Linked DNA regions of Ovis aries: region 2 is linked to region 1. Evidence: chromatin contacts called from public Hi-C data. All regions are on one chromosome and are shown on one strand. The core of a region is the stretch at or near the end of the contact, and the rest is flanking DNA. Distances in the headings are between cores, read along the strand shown. Region 1 overlaps KLHL31 (kelch like family member 31). Region 2 overlaps GCLC (glutamate-cysteine ligase catalytic subunit).

Evidence for each region. A called contact is a pair of places that touch in the nucleus more often than the background predicts.
Region 2: a Hi-C map of liver shows a contact between it and region 1, with 4 times the contacts expected there. The contact joins two enhancer-like sites. A contact is called at or near these places in 8 of 16 Hi-C or Micro-C datasets (blood, hypothalamus, liver and 4 more).

The regions. Positions count from the first base shown.
Region 1 is chr20:7,015,778-7,021,231 of ARS-UI_Ramb_v3.0, reverse strand. It overlaps KLHL31 (kelch like family member 31), which reads right to left. Exons shown (of 3, transcript XM_004019162.5): 3 at 1-4,035. The coding sequence ends at 3,303. Among named protein-coding and RNA genes, the nearest start is that of KLHL31, 18 kb to the right of the region's middle. Within about 2 kb of position 3,306, at least 1 of the 54 cell types and tissues checked has an H3K27ac peak or open chromatin away from gene starts, as enhancers often do. A contact at or near this core is called in liver, where this site is marked.
Region 2 is chr20:7,182,083-7,187,536 of ARS-UI_Ramb_v3.0, reverse strand. GCLC (glutamate-cysteine ligase catalytic subunit) reads right to left here. Exons shown (of 16, transcript XM_015102644.4): 2 at 4,555-4,667; 3 at 3,548-3,730; 4 at 1,137-1,250. Among named protein-coding and RNA genes, the nearest start is that of GCLC, 27 kb to the right of the region's middle. Within about 2 kb of position 2,201, at least 2 of the 54 cell types and tissues checked have an H3K27ac peak or open chromatin away from gene starts, as enhancers often do. A contact at or near this core is called in liver, where this site is marked.

The DNA of each region.
Region 1 (5,454 bases), core at 2,057-4,556:
CTTAACACTTACATATTTCCAGGCAAACTCTAACTACACGCACATTTGAAAAATATACTTACTATAATGCTGCTCTGCCTTAAGTCACAGAGCAAGTCAGTACATCCTCACATGCTTCTTACCTCAGTTATACCTCCTCATTCATAACACTCCAGTACCATCTAATCCTGGTTGAGAATTATATTCATCTGCACCATCATTGACCTCCTATTCATAACCATTCTTACAACATAGGAAGCAAAAATAAAACCCATCCAACGCCACTGAAAGCAACTAGTACATCAGGGATAACAATCTGGCACCAAAAGTCTAACTAAAAATGGACAGACTACAGTTTCCAGTATCCTGGAAACCTTCACATCAGATCTCTGGCCCATTCCAAAAAAGAGAGCTTGAATTTTATTATTTCAGCTGCTGTGTGGCCTGCTATTTCTCTGATACATTGAACTAATGCTTTTATTTCATCAGAAGACTCTGGTATTACAAAAATAACAAGTCCTTTGCTTTCGGAAAAATAAGAAGAGGAACAGGGTTGGATCCTAAAGGCCTGGAAGTGTGATTGATTCTAAGTTTAAAATATAATGAAAATAAAGTAATTTTCCAGTTGGAAAACATGGAGAAATCACCAAGTTTTCTAGGAACACCTGCTTCAGTAGTTGGATTAAAGAGTGTGTTTCCCTTACATGTGGAAGGTGACAGACGTCATTTTGATGCTGTACACTTTCATGCCTTTCAATTGTCCATGCAGGATGTTCTAAGATGTATAACTTTCACCAACCCTTCTGTTCCATGTTCCCTACTAATTTGTTATGTCAGAAATTCTGGAATTTCAAATTTCTATTAGTTTTTTGTTTATTGACCTAACTGTTGGAGCAGACGAAACAACAGCAATATACCCAGGAATCTGGTTAGTGCAAATACTTGTATTCTCGGAGTCTTCAGGCAACCAATGTAGAAAATATATTAAACGGTCATCTCAAACAATCTGTCCATTCTAACCCAGGCTCTCTTCTAGAAAGTCACTACCGAATTTTGGCACATCATATTTTATCAAGCTCTGATGGATGAAAAACTTCTAGTTTCAGCATCTTTTCTCATTCCTCCATGATAAAATACTATAATTGGTTGATTGTATTTCATTCAAATCTTAGGCCCCCCTCTTCACAATGTTTCTAGGATCTCGGTGGGAGACACATCCAAGACATTATGTCTATTTGCCCGCTTACGGCCTGAAACCCACAATACATCACGTTCCTCTCTCAAAATTAATGATGTGCTGTACGTTTCTCAGTTCTATGAGAATATATCACAGCAAACGAAACAATATCACAGTCACCCTCACATCGGCTTTGTAAGTTGTGGCCAAAATAATTTATTACAAATCAAAGCTAATTTTACCAGCAGTGCTGCAAGGACAGAAGTCTATCTATACGTTGCACGTTGTGACTTAGGAGCTCAGTGATATAACCGGCCCCATACACTCGCTTCTCACACAGCTTTATTTCTCAGTCTGGGACAGTAAAGAACCAAGGAGCAGGTCTGCTCCGTATTGCCCTGCATGGGGAGAGGAAATAGCCCAATGTTTTTATATTAATAATGTCTTAGTCTCAACCTATGGTGTTTTAGCCTTTACCCAAGTGTTACCATTAAACACGCAGAGACTGAACTTTCTATCAGGGGCAATGATATAAAATTGTTCCGCAAAATGTACTATATGAACCACCTTTCACAGTTCGAATAAAATATTTTAAATATAAATATTGTAACTCTAGCCATAACCTATCTACACAAGGTGGGAGAGGAGGGGGTTCATGGAAACCCAGTTATACTGTCATAGATACTCATGTTTCACCATTTAGATACTTTGTCTTATTTTTTCAAAATCCATTTGCACATAACCCATAATTGATAGGCCCTTCCTCTCCAAAACAAATGAACTATCAAAAAGGATAAATTATAAGAAAGGAAAATATGTATCATTTACTACCATCTTTCCTTTGCTCCCAAACTTGGCAAACATAATAAAAAAGTGATATGGAGTGGATATAGTTTCATTTGTAAAACTAATTTGCAACAGATGAAATTTAAAAAATATATAATCAAATGGGCGTATATTATTTTAACATTTCAATGGGAAATGAATGTGTTAGATTTTTAATTAAGAAATCAGGATTGATATGAAATGGTAAACAATAGGATTTGCCAACAGGAAAATCCATTCATCCCACTTGTGCCAAATCCAGGAATTCTAAACATTTCCTTCATTCTCACTCATCTAAGAGCGGAAGAAATCAAATTATTGTTACTGGCTCCATAAGCTTTGGGCTGTGTTTGCTTTAAGTTAATGATTCTTAAGGACAGACTTTTATTTGATGTTCTTCTGGGGTCCTACATGAAGGTCAAGGTTACCTTTAACCATCTTGGGGTAGTTCTTAGATTAGCAATTTTATTAGTAATATCAATATTTGCAATCCCTTTAACAGGGAAGCAAAGTAAAGTGCCAATACTTCCAGGAGAAACAGAAAAATGATTTAAATTTACATTAGAAATGAAATGACTGGTGTCAATTTCTTCTCCGAGAGTAGGATTTTATGATAGGAAATACTCTGGAGGGCCTGAGACATGGAGGAGGGAATCACTCTTAAGCCAAAGGCATCAACCTGGCAGCCCCTGGGTGGAGTCCCTGTTACTTTCCAGTCGGACTCTCATCTTAAGCTTTATGATTTTTCTCCTGGGATGCCTTTCGAAATCTTTTACTCAGGCATGCATAGGAAAAGAAATTGCATTGAAACGTAGAATTAAATCTTGAGTCCTTATGAACGCAGACGGATTTCCATTTTAAAATAAAGTCTATAAAGAATATTTTTAATTTCCTAAAGAAAAAAAAAAAGAGGACAATCAACTTTTGTACGAGAGATCTTTTACTCACATAAGCTTCGTGTGTTACTAAACCGCGGAAGCACCATCTCCAAGGTGGGTGTAACCGCTCTAGTTTAAAAAGGATGCAGCGATGAAGCGCGCACCGCGAGTCCTGCCTGCCACCCAGTGGCCGCTGAAATCAACGGCTTCTTGTCTCTCTTGGCTCTGGCCCTGTCTTTTGCTTAAGGGAAAAAAAAAAAAAAAAAAAAAAAAATCGACAGAGAGGTAGATGATGCCCCACCAGCAACTGCAAACCCCCAAGACGGGTGCCTCGATGGATCTGAAAAGGCTGCCCCGTAGTAAATGTTAGATATTTTCCTTTCCTCTCCCCCAGCTCACGCGTCGCCGCGCCGGCCGCTCGCTCTCCCCGCGGCTCCCCGGGCTCAGATGCTGACCGGCACCGAGGACACCGAGCTGGCGCGCGACTCCCGGGTCACGGGGTTGGGCATGGCCAGGGCGCAGCACGAAACGCCCACGGTGGCCTCGGGCAGCTCGTCGTCCTCCGTCCACTCGTTGAGCTCGGGGTTGAAGCACTGGATGCACTTCTTGTACTTCCTCTCGCCCTCGTTCCAGCCGCCCAGCAGGTAGGCGCGGCCGTGCAGCACCGAGGCGCCCGCCGTGCTCACGCCCACCGGCAGCGGCGCCGCGTAGCTCCACTGGCCCGAGGCCGGGCAGCAGCTCTCCACGGTCAGCACGTCCACGCGCTCGCCGCGCGGCCCCAGCTGGCTGCCGCCCATCACGAACACGCGCTCGCCCAGCGCCACCGCGCAGTGCCAGCCGCGCGGCGTGCCCAGCGCCGGCCGCTCCTGCCACGCGTCGCGCGCCGGGTCGTAGGCGCACACGGAGCGCGAGTAGGCGCCGGCGATGTAGCCGCCCGTCACCAGCACGCGGCCCTCGGCCACCGCGCTGGCGTGGCAGCAGCGCGCCACCTCCAGGGGCGCCTTGGGCAGCCACTGGTTGGCCGAGGGCACGTAGCACTCGAGCGAGGCCAGGCTGCCCTCGGCGTTGCGGCCGCCCACTGCGTACAGGAGCCCGTTGAACACGCTCAGGCTGAAGTGCGTGCGCCTCTGGGTCATGCTGGCCAGGTGGATCCACGTGTTGAAGCGGGGGTCGTATCTGGAAATGGCAGAGCGAGCGTGACAGCCTGGTGGGCGGTACCGGGGGAGGGGTGTGGGCTGGGGGTGGGTAAGGGGGAGATCACCAGCCGGTCCGCGCGAGGAGCCCGGGGACCCAGAGCATCTCCTTCCCGGGATGGAGGCTGCTGGTCCTCTCTGATCCAGCAGCAAAGTGTGGTCCTTGGGAAGGGCAGGGCCGGCGACCGCGACTCCCGCTCCTCCCGCGTGTAAACCAGCCACAACCGCCCCGCCGAGATGACCTCCGACCCCCTTTCCTCCGTATTCAAATATCCATCCTCCGGCAGGATTTAGGGGATGCCCGCGTGGAGGGGGCGGAGCCGGAATGTGTGGAATGAGAGACGGGGAAAGGAAACGCGGCGGCATGAAAGCCAGTTCCGCGTATCCTCAGACACCAGCCCGCCCCAGCTCATCCTCACAGCTTAATCAAGGTAGGGGTTGACTAACTGGGTTTGTTTCTCCTTTTCTCACAACTCCCTTCTTGTTCACACACCTCTCCTGGCCGTTGGCACCGTAAAGCTAGTCACTAAGTCCTCTATCGTCTGTTTAGAAGGAGAACAGTAGAATCATGTCTCAGCGCATCAACAAAGCTAAACTTTGGATGCTTCTCTAATTTCTAGCACTTATTATTAATAATAGGTCCGATTTTTTTTTAGCGTAGGTATACTCTTTTTTCAGCGTTCAATGTTACAATTATTATACCATCAGCATCGAAGTCAATACCGCAAAAGGCCGAGTACCACTAGTTATCAGCTGGAGGAAAAGAAGCACCCATAGGAAACTAATACTTTCCTATTTCTGTAGTTCCAAGTATTGTAAACACAGAACTCTGTTTGATGTTCATTCATGTTTGTCTCATTTCACCTCCAAGTCAAGACTTAATCATGGCTATCAAGGCTAAAAATCATTAATTGTTTAATTTAAATGACACGTGCATATAATAGTAAAGAATATTTTTTATGATTTACTAGATGAAGTTTCAACTCTTGTTCATTAGTTATGTTTGGCTTTGAACCACTACTACAGTAGAAGCACTGCTTTCTGAACATTTCTTGTGTATGTAGGTTTCATTTTTTATTATAAATATACAAAAATAACATGCATGTAAATTTCACTTTCTGCAGGATTCGGTATGCTTTTGCTCTCTACCTGCATCAAAGATATTGATGGTATTTAGTCTTTAAAGAAATGTTTTAAATTAATTAAAATTCATTAGCTGTCACATTTTTAATAATCTCAACCTAGTTGCCAGTTATGAATCTGACAGTCATCAGCAACAATCCACTTAAAAGAAATTTTGCATCCTTTTAATCTTTCTTACTTTGCACCCAGTTTCTTTCAAAAAAGCAGGGTATCATGAAAAGCACCCTGGCTAGAAATAAGAACATGTGAATTCCGCTTA
Region 2 (5,454 bases), core at 952-3,451, 170 kb before region 1:
CTCTGAGAGCAAACACACAGCAGATTTTTAAGACTTGGTTTAGAAATAAAGTAAAACTTACTAGTAATTTAAAAATACTGATTGCAAGTTGGATGTGTGTGTGTCCTTAGTCACTCAATCGTGTCCAACTCTTGCGACCCCGTGGACTGTAGCCCACCAGGCTCCTCTGTCCATGGGATTCTCCAGGCAAGAATGCTGGAGTGGGCTGCCATGCCTTCCTCCAGGGGACCTTCCGGACCCAGAGTCAAGCCTGAGTCTCCTGCTGTACAGGCAGAGTCCTTACCGGCTGAGCCACCAGGGAAGTTGGATATAGCTATAAATGTAATTCACTATTTTTTTTTTTAACTTTTTTAACGTGGCTACTAAATTACTATTAAAATGACATGTGTGGCTCGCATTATGGTTTTACCAGGCAGGGCTGCTGCCCGCCTGGCATAACGCCAGCGCTCTTGGGAGGCCTGCCTTTGACTGCCCCCCCCACCCCACCGCCATCAGAAGCACCTTCCTCTGTCGGGTGTTGACATCTTTGGACATAATCTACCTTTTCTTACAGCTGACCATCTCCTCTTTGGCACACTCTAACCCTAATGTTGGAAACTAAGCTTCTGCGTCTTCCTCTTCCCCAAAGATTCCATGCGTAGCGGGTGTGAAGACGTGTTACAGGGAATGAACACTGAGCTGTCACAGGTCCCTAACTCTAGGTCAGGAGCCCGGGTTCAGGATGACAGGGGAGACCCAAAGGTACAAAGCTGAGATCAGACCGGTGTGGGTCCTCAAGCAACCTGAAACCCTGGAGTCAAAACTACAGAGCAGAGGGTAGCGCGTGCCTATTACACACACAGGCACTGGACATGTCACCTTATAGTCAAGGTACACGAGCAGGGTGAGGAGATCAGAGACACTGGAGGTAAAAGATTAAAGTAACGACAAGAAAGCTTCTCCAAACAGGGACTGAAATGACCTGGGGTTGAAATGACTTTGCAGCTAAGTGAACAACTTTAGGATGACTCGGAAAACAGGCAGATCCAGCCTGGAAACAAGCGGCAAGGGCCGTGCAGCGCACAGGAGGGTCCCGGTGGGGGCGGGGACGACACTACACCCAAGGCAGGGGCCGGGCGCTGAGTCACGGCACTCACCTGAAGCGCGGGTGCTTGTTGATGGCTTCATCGGGAAAGAAGAGGGACTTGGAAGCTCCTCCTTCTACCGGGCTGGGTTGGAACTCAGGCAGCGTGAACCCAGGGCAGCCTAATCTACAAGAAATGGAAGAACTAAAGAGATGGAATGTGTCTCTGCCTCAGTGCAACACTGCCTTGTTCAGGGGGGACCAGGTGTTCTGCCAACCCCGGGCCCCTTGCAACCAGCCCGCTGCAACCCGTTTTGCTCACCAAGCTCTTCTCCTGTGATTGCAGCCTTGGGCTAGTTTGTCAAAAGCCTCTGTCCACCCAGGGTCTGCAGGGCACACGTCACAGCCGCCTCAGCTATTTCCCCCAGGAGCTTCTGTCTGAGGCATGCTCCTGTACCGGCTGTCAGCCCTGCACACCCTCACTTCCCGGCAGTGTGGGTGCCCTGGGAAGGGTCTCCTGTTTCCTGCCTCTGCCCAGCACCTCCCGAATCCCTCCGGATCAGGCAGGTCCCCCACAGGTGACCCCGTTCGCCTCCAGGTTTCCCCCGGAGGCTGAAATCCAACCCTATTATCTCACTAGACTTAAGAAGCACTTTGATTCCAACACAGAAACAAAGCTCCGCTTTCATCCGTAAACGTAAAGCTCAAATTCCACATCACGGGCAGTGATGCCACCAGCTCTCCCAAGTTTAAGGTCACTGCTGAGTGTGCTGGGGGCGGGCATGGGACTCACAGAGCAGCGCCAGCAGAGAAAGAGTGGCTGCTGGGGGGGCGGGGGTGCAGCTCCAGGGTGGGGAATTTCTGGCCTCAGAGCCAAAACTAGCTGGTGCCTTCTTTATTTTCAGCCTCACCTTTAATAAAACCGGTTGCCCGCAACCACCTTGTGAAGAACAGTGAACTTGCCCATCACATCTGGAACAGTCCCAGATGTGACGGGGTCTCGGGAGCGTTCCTGCAGCAGCCTGCGTTATCCACGCCGAGCCGGAAGCCTTAGGCGAAGCCCTCGCAGAGAGTGACAGACTGAGGCCTGGGGACTCTCCGCTGACCAGGGTCAGGCTGGAGCGGGGAGGTGAGCGCCAGCGCGCTGGGCAGGAAGTGGGCGGCTGGGACTCAGACCTGCACGTCCAGCAGGACCTTCCCTCTAGACGACCCACCCGACCATCCGATGGCGCCTCCAGGGGTGGGGACACCCTCCACCTGCCCTGCCGGGCCAGCACTGGCAGGCGAACAAGGCCACAGGGACCGAGGAACTGCACTTCCGGTTGCATTAGCCTGAGTAATTGACGTGTCAACAGTCACGTGAGCACGGGGTCACAGGGCCACCCTGCAGTTGCACCCGTTTATGAACAGAGAATCCCCCTGTTCACACTGAAAAAAGCCCAGCCTCTTCTCCCTCTTGATCCCCAAATAAAACTTTCCTTATCACTTAACTGTGCATTTAAGATTAGGCTTTTACAAACCAATAATTATTACTCTTGGTTTGCTTACAAATCCAAAAATACCCTCCCATCATAAAAGATAAACTTAAAAAAAAATTAGATTTTTAGAATAAAACGTATTCCTCGCTCAACCTTCCTTCCTTCATGATGTGAGAAAAAGATACTTCTCTAAAACATTTGATGAGGTGCTTCAAGAAGGCCTCGATTATTTCGATGTGACCATGGAGATTTTAAAAAAGAAAATTCCCTTTAAGTGTCCTAAGACTGGTGGTGTGACTTCTAAATGCCTGTGTTCCCAGAGGACATTTATTAGGAAAAGAAAAGGTATAAAAATAGTTCAGCGTGTTCCAGGCTTTGGATACCAATCCTCAAAGAGCTTCTGAACTTTGGGGAGGTAAGCATACTTTGCCACGACCTGAGAGATCTCTCGCAAAGATAACCAGATTTACGATTTGGTAGAACTGCATTCTTGCGTACAGGTCCTACATAAAACCGTGTGATATTTATGCACCTCATTCTAAGCCAAGGGCAGAATCCCATTGACTTCATATTCACTCTTGTGAACTTGTAGCCATAAGCTGATTTGACGAGAAATCCTAACTTGTTTCAGCGAGATCTGAACATGACCCGACGGCTCCCGTGTTCTTTGCGTGCACCGCCCGTCCCAGGAGCACTGAAGCCAACCTGCTGATCTGATCTGCGGGCAACGCGTGCCCTTCCTTATACAACGCTCCTTCCCCTCGGCCCGGGGAGTGTGTGGCCCTCAGGTCCTCCCCCAGTCCCCCACCGCTGCCCCCACCACCACCGGAGGCCAGCATGCGACTTGGCCTGCAGCTCTGACATTACAGATTCAGTCAGATGCTGCGTGACGAGGATAAACCATCCACAGTATGAGAGCTGCAGGGTCGAGCGTTAGGTTGCGATCTGCTCTCTGGACACCCGATGCTCTGGAGCGCCAGCTGCGCACGTCGACACAGGGACTAACCTGGGAAAGGAAGTGATGGTGCAGAGGGCCTGGCCTTCCCCCAGGAGAGATGTGGCCTCTTTGCGCCGTTTCCTCATGTTGTCCTCAACCGTGTTGAATTCAGACATGGTCCCACCATACGGCTGCCCGGGTGTCCCCTCGATCATGTAGCTCCCGTATTCTGGTCTCCAAAGGGTCGGATGGCTGCAGAGGAGCAAAGGTTTCGGGTCCCTCTTACTCTTCTGCTGCAGGCTGCTCCCTTTTCAGTTTTGAAAAAGCGGCTTCCAAAAATTTAGAAACCACTGGGTATACAAGAAGCCAAGAATGCTTTACGGTTCCCAGAGCCTGTTAATCTTCCATAACTCTTTAACTGTGTAAGGGTTACAAGTGCTGGGTCCAAAATATTTATAAATAACTGAGCTGCACGCAGGGCACGCACTGTCCAAGACAAACAAGCCCGTCCACTCTGCGGGGAAGGGCGTGAGGGCTGAAGGCTCCTTCAGTTTAACGCTGGGCTCCAAATGCAAACCCAGCCTCCCAAAATTTAGTGGGCAGAAAAGTGAACATGCCCTCTTCACCTCTGTCTACTGAAATAAAGAAATATTTTTAAAAGAACATCTTTCCAGCCAAACAAAATCCATCTGCACGTTTTCTCTGGCACCATGGTTTGTGATCTTGGGAACACGTTGCCAATTTTTTTTTTTTTTAAATATTTAAATAGTAAACAGACTTTATGTGGCATTTACTCTTCCAAGCTCTCACTAATGTATTTAGAGTGTGAGCACCCTAAGAGGCACCCCTGATTTACAGAAGAGGAAACTGAGGCACAGAAAAGCGAAACCCCTCACCTAAGGGTGCCCAGCTATTGAGTAGAGGGAGCGGGATTTGAACCCAGGCAACTGGGAACCAGAGCCTGAGCCCTAAACTGCTGGGCTCCCTGGTCTCCTATACGTGGGAGGAAAGATGTCACGCCGGTGGTCCTAACAGTTTCAGAAACTCAAAAACAAGGCCCCAGTCCATCAGCTTACTTTGGGTTCGTCCTTTCCCCCTTTTCTTGCAGAGTTTCAAGAAGTTCCTCTCCAGACAGGACCAGCTGGGCTTTTTTCTTTTCATGATCAAAAGACACCAACATGTACTCCACCTATTGAGAATAAAGGAGAGAAAGATGAACATTCCTCCATCCAGACTCGAGCTTGATGCGACCTTCAGGAGAGAGAGAGCAGCAGGGAGGTTGGGAAGGGTCACAGGGAGCTGAGGAGTCACCCTGGCTTACACGACGGAGCTTGTATGACGCAAAACCCGGAGAGAGCGGCCAACAGTGGTCTGGCAGGAGGACCAGAGCTCTCACTCACGTCTGTCTTCTCCTGTTTTATGTAGTCCCTTCTAGAAAGGTCAACACGCCCACTCTGACAAACGGTACTTCGAGAGAGAAGTTTTGAAACTAAGATTCTGTAAATTGCGGCTCCAAGAAGCAGTCGCGTTTTACAATGTATTCCCTCAGTGGGCTTACTATAAATTTACGAAAGGGGTTACCTGGGCGTACTCATCAAGGTAGATGACCCTTCCTCACTGGTAGGTTACTTAATCATCCCACTATAAGCCCTGCTAGTGGACCGTTAAATCATAATCAAACACATCGATATGGAAGTGTTAGCATCAGAGTTGTGGCAATTTCTTTTTTAAAAAGTATACGTTTCTTCATTACTTTAATTTTTTTTATTAGTTTTTTGGCTGCACCGGGTGTTAGTTGTGGCAGGCAGGATCTTTAGTTGGGACATGTGGGATCTAGCTCCCTGACCAGGGATCGAACCCTGGCCCCCCTGCTTGCGAGCACGGACTCTTTGCCACTGGTCCGCCAGGGAAGACGCTCGGCAATTTTGTTTTCGTTTCTCAAGAGTAAATTCAGGCCACTTCCCCACTCTGAACTG